Regions from separate parts of the Sus scrofa genome. Here region 2 is linked to region 1. A link is a contact called in public Hi-C data. All regions are on one chromosome and are shown on one strand. Each heading gives the region's core, a stretch centred on a gene start, on an enhancer-like site or on the middle of the called end of the contact. The rest is flanking DNA. Distances are from core to core; before and after follow the strand shown. Region 1 holds the start of ADGRB2 (adhesion G protein-coupled receptor B2). Region 2 has its middle 34 kb from the start of PTP4A2.

Region 1 (2,620 bases), core at 84-2,583:
GGCTGCGGAAACCTAGGGTTGCCCGCGGGAGGAAAAGGAGCGGCGGGTCCAAGGCTGCGGGCAGGGGGCGCCAGAGGACGCCCAGGGGCCCGGCCGGCAGCTGGCGAGGCGGGCAGGCGGGCAGCATCTCTCGGCCCGGGAGCCCCTCCCCCCGCAGGCACCAGACCCTTCGCCTGCTCTGCACCGGCCGTGGCGCGGAGGACTTCCCTCGGACCCAGCAGACTGCGGGAGTGGTCACCAACTTCACAGCCTACATCCCACCTCCCCCCATCACGCCAGCCCCCGGGGCTGCGGGAGGGTGCGTTTGGTGCCCGGCTCCATACCCAGGGGTGGGAGGAGAGGAATGGGGGATGGACAGAGACTCCGACCAAAGATGAACAAGGAAGGCAGGGATGTGGGGCCAGTCGAGATCCCGGCTGAAGGGGAGGGGGCTCGGACCAGACATGGGGGACACGGCCCCAAGTCCAGGCTGAGGGGGAGGGGACTTGCAGCAGAGACTGGCAAGGGATAGCGGGACTCCGGACAGATATGGGGGAGGGGGCAATCAGGACAGAAATAAGAGGGGAAGCATGGTCCGCGTACCGACGCGGGGAAAGGCAGTAACTACGGGGCAGACATGGATGGGGACAGGAAGGACTCCGTGGAGAGATGAAGTGGAGGGGAGGTGCAGGGTCCGGCATCCAGACGAGGATTGGGAGATGGGGGAGACACAGTAAGCTGCAGGTTGGACAGAGGGGCTCTAATCAAGGGTGGTGGTCGCACCTCCGGATCCAGGCTTAGATTGGGAGAGAACAGAGACAGCGATGCGAGTCGGTCTGGGTCAGGACCGGGGGTGGGGCGAGGGGCTATGGCAGAGATGGATGGGGGGGTGGCAGAAAAGGGACTCACCAGAGATGAAGGGGACCTCGGCCCCAGGCTTGTAAGTTCCCCAAAAGATGGGAGTGGGTAGATGCTGAACGAACTCAGTTCGGGCGGGGGAGAATTTAGCAGAGGCGGGCTGGGGGAGCGCCCCAGTCCGGGCCGGTGCGGAAACTCGGGACCGCGCCGGGAGGGCTCGGTGAGGGGGCCGGGTCGGGGTCTGGGGCCGAGCACTCACCTGGGCGCCGTCAGCAGCAGGAGCGGGGGCCGGCGCTGGCGGAGGCGGCCACGGGGCGCAAGTTTGCCATCCCTAAGGCGGGGGCTTGGCCGGGCGCGGGGCAGCTCGCTGCAGCCGCGCGGAGGGCCGAAGCTCCCGCTCCGCGGAGCGGCGGGTGCAGAAAAGGCGCCGCGGAGCAGCGCGGGGCGGGCGGGCGCCGGGCCGGGCGCGGGCTCCTGCCACCGCCTCCTCGCCACGCCGCCCCCACCGCCCCCCCCGCTCCCCCGCCCCCGAGCACCGCCCGCGCTGCTCGCCGCCTCCTATTCGCGGGCGGCGGCCGCAGCCCCGGGCTCTAAAAGCCGGCGCCGCATCCTCCTCGGTCTCCGCGCGCCGTCGCCGCCACCGCCGCCGCCAAACCGGGTTCCTCCGGCCGCTCCGGCCGCTGCCCGCAGCGCGCGCCGGGCCGAGTGACGGCCGAGGCGGGACGCGGCGCCTGCGCGGGCCAGGCCCGGGAGGGGGCGCGCGCCGGGCTGGGCGCGAGGAGCCGCGGGAGAAGGGGCGGGGGGGCGGGGGCGACGCGCGCCGCCTCCTGTTAAAGGGGGAGCAGCGCCAGCCGAGCCAAGCGCACCCTCCCCCTCCCCGCCCTGGGCCCCAGGCGCCGGCGCGGGAGAAGCCCCGGGTAAGCCCCCGCCCCTCCCTCAGCCTCCTGGACCGCAGCATGAGAAGATCCGCGGCGCCCCTCCGGAGATACCCCAAACCGAAGGCATCCTGCGCATCCGGGGTCTCCGGGGCCCCGAGGGCTGAAGCATTTGCTCCCCCTCCCCCATGTGCGCTACAAATTGCATATCCTTGTGCATGCAGGTGCCATTCGTGTGCGCTGAACTTTGCACATGCTTATGCATACAGGTGCCCTGGGTGTGCACTGCAATGTTGCCTGACTCTGTGCATGCAACTGCTGCACACATGCACAGTGCGTTAATGTGTGCTCAGGTCCAGAATGCATGTTGCTTGTTCCTGTGGGTAGGGATGCTATAGATGTGCAAGCTTACAAGTGCCACATATGTGCTGAAGGCTGTACGTCAGTGTACATATGTACACTGCAGTGTGATATATTTGGTGCATACTCTCGTAAACTCGGCAGCGTTGCATGTCGGTAGGCACAGGGAAGCTACACGTGTGCAGGGTGTTTCATGTTTTCCTGAGCGGCTGTCTATTCCCACAAGTGCCTTTCCGTGTGCCAGGGGCGCCCCCATGTTGCATCTGTTTGTGTAGAAGCAGCAGAAAGATATAGGCCTGCCCCCTCCCCATCCTGGCAGCCAGCGTGCTCAGGGACATTTGGGTGGGGCCAGAGCCCACACGGTAAAGGCGGCACTCAGGGAGATGCCTTTGGCTCCGGCCTCTGGTCCGGTGGGTGGTTTGTGGCCTGACCATGTTGCCACCAGAAAGGTGGGTAGACCAGGACACACCACTTCCGCCAAAGACAAGTAGGTTAATCTGATGGCTCTGGTCAGAGGAGGAGCCAGCAGGGGGCAGCTTTGCAGTGAG
Region 2 (2,620 bases), core at 42-2,541, 170 kb after region 1:
TTGGGGATATTTTGGCTGTGCCCCCAGCATGTGGTAGTTCCTGGGCCAGGGATAGGACCTGTGCTGCAGCAGTGACCCGTGTCGCTGCAGTGTAAATGCCAATCCTTACCCCACTGGGCCACAAGGGAACTCCAAAATGCTAGTTGCTTCATATTACAGAAGCTGATCCTCTGGTCTAGCGCCTGTGTGTCCTTAAGTCCGATATTATTATTATTATTTTTTTGCTTTTTAGGGCTACACCTGTGCCATATGGAGGTTCCCCAGGCTAGGGGTCGAATCAGATCTACAGCTGCCAGCCTACACCACAGCCACAGCAACGCCCACTTAACCCATTGAGCAAGGTCAGGGACCGAACCCACAACCTCATGGTTCCTAGTCGGATTCGTTTCCGCTGCGCCATGACAGGAACTCCAAGTCCGCTACTACTGTTATTAGTGTTCCATGGCACTCAGGAGGCACTGTGTAAAGATTACTTTCCCAGTCTCTTTGGACCCTCTCCTCAGACCAGACCACCTCTGCATCCTCTCCAGCTTTCAGATGTGTTGGCCTCCCAGACCAAGGAGGGCGCGGGTGAATCTGCATCCATCTCAGCACCCCCTTTTCCACCTTGGTTTTTGCCTCTCTCCTGGACTGAATGACGAGGGGAGAGGGCCTGGGCCTGGCCCCCAGGGGCTCCTCTGGGGACGGAGATGGGAAAAGGCAGGGAATGCGTCAGCCCTGATGCAATCGCAGGCTCATTGCTTGGCCCACGTCCTCCTCTTTGGGTGTTTACCGGAGCCTGGATTCCACAGGAACCCTTGGACGTGTGCACGAACAGTGGGGGCGGGCAGCACACAAAATTGTCCCTGCTTTGGGGACAGTTTAGGGAGAAAGTGATAGCACGCCCGCCTGGCCTCACGCACCCTGGGCTCAGGAACACAAAAGAGATACCAGGTGTCGAATCCAGAGGGAGGGGCAGGGAAGACAGGCTCGAGGAGGGGCACTAACCACGGGCTGCTGCCAGGGCCGGCTTCCAGACCAGCTCCGGGAGGCCCCATGAATAGGTCCTTTATCCCTGAGCTTAGAAGCTCAGGAGAGGGCCCCCTGAAAGGGGGTCTCAGGTGACAAGGAGCCTCAGAACGAGCCAAGAGGATCCTGTGCCTTCCTTCCCAGGAGAAATCCTCGCTGGAGAAAAGCTTGTTTACCAATCCTTTGCTAAGGATCTTCATTTGAGGGGCCCCTCACCAGCCCCGCAGCCTTGCTGGGTCACCTAGAGACACTCTCAGAAGCGCAGAGTCGCACCGGGTAAAGAACACAGGCTTTTGGCAGTCACTTCTCAGAACTTCCAGTTACTGGCTGGATGCCCTAGGCAAGTGACTTCACCTCTCTAACTCTCAACTTCCTCGTGTCAAAGGGGATAATCAGAGTAGCTGACTTCAGAGATAAAGTCCTTAGGCCCTCAGAACAGGGCCTGATGAGGGCGAAAGTACTCAGGAACAGTTACATATTGTTATTGTTATTAAGGCACAGCCAGAGGCAGAGAGGAAAAGGATCCCAGCCACAGCTGCTTGCTCCCTAGCCACACTTTAGAATCCCCTCCTGCTTCCAGAGACTTCGTTCTCTTCTTTCCCCCCCTTGAAGATGGGGCCTAATTGTCCTTCTTTCAATATCTAATGACTGTTTCCCAGTTAGCAGGAAAGCATCCGAGCACTCCTCCCCCAGAGGTGTGAAACCCAGTAAGCAAAGCTTGCTCAAGCTCCTGAGTCATTCAGCAAAACCAGCCCAAGATAATCAGTGGATCAAGGAAACCAGACGCAGAGTGGGGAAAACCCAGTAAAACCCAGCCCCAAAGCCTGGGCCTCCTCGCAGGGCAACACCCTCTGCTCGCCCCTAGGAGGAGGAGTTTTCATTCGGGTTCCACAAACAAGCCAGCACCTGGCCCCTGAGTCCTCCCCAGGCCCTCCTGTACCCAGAACAGGACCTCAGCTACGCCTGGGTCTCTAGCCCACAGCCAGGCCTTCCCATGGAAACTTCTTTGACACAAACTTTATCTACCCCCCACCCCCCCAGGCTTGTACCTGTAGCATATGGAAGCTCCCAGGCTAGGGGTCAAATTGAAGCTGCAGCTGCTGGCCTACACCACAGCCACTGCAACACCAGATCCAAGCTGTGTCTGCAACCACAGCCTTTGGCAATACCAGATCCTTAACCCACTGAGCCGGCCAGGGATCGAAACTGAATTCTCATGGATACTAGATAGATTCTTTACCTGCTGAGCCACAGCGGGAACTCCCAAACTCTTTTTTTTTTTTTTAATCTTTTTCAGCTGCACCCATAGCATATGAAGTTCCCACGCCAGCAATCAAATCTGAACTGCAGCTGCACCCTACACCACAGCTGGGGCAATGCCAGATCCTTAACCAGCTGGGACACAGCAGGAACTCCAACATAATCTCTTTGCCCATGGACAAATTTTCTCTTTCCTGCCACACCCCAGTCCTAGGGAGAGTCAGCACCCTGCCTCCCATCCTCCCCGCCCACTCATTTCTTTGGCCCAACCACTCCACTCCCATTACACTCATCAATGACCCCTTAGTTGCCAAATCTAAAAGACTGTCTCCAGGCCTTTCCTTCTTGCCCT

The links. Hi-C and Micro-C count contacts between places; a contact is called where the count stands out from the background.
Region 2: a contact with region 1 is called in a Hi-C map of epiblast stem cells, with 1.6 times the contacts expected there. The contact joins the enhancer-like site here to the promoter of ADGRB2 in region 1. A contact is called at or near these places in 4 of 47 Hi-C or Micro-C datasets (embryonic fibroblasts, epiblast stem cells, heart right ventricle and 1 more).

The regions. Positions count from the first base shown.
Region 1 is chr6:88,292,186-88,294,805 of Sscrofa11.1, forward strand. ADGRB2 (adhesion G protein-coupled receptor B2) reads right to left here and starts at 1,334. Exons shown (of 31, transcript XM_021095787.1): 1 at 1,097-1,334.
Region 2 is chr6:88,464,755-88,467,374 of Sscrofa11.1, forward strand. No RefSeq gene overlaps it. Among named protein-coding and RNA genes, the nearest start is that of PTP4A2, 34 kb to the left of the region's middle. Within about 2 kb of position 1,292, at least 55 of the 83 cell types and tissues checked have an H3K27ac peak or open chromatin away from gene starts, as enhancers often do. A contact at or near this core is called in embryonic fibroblasts, epiblast stem cells and retroperitoneal adipose tissue, where this site is marked.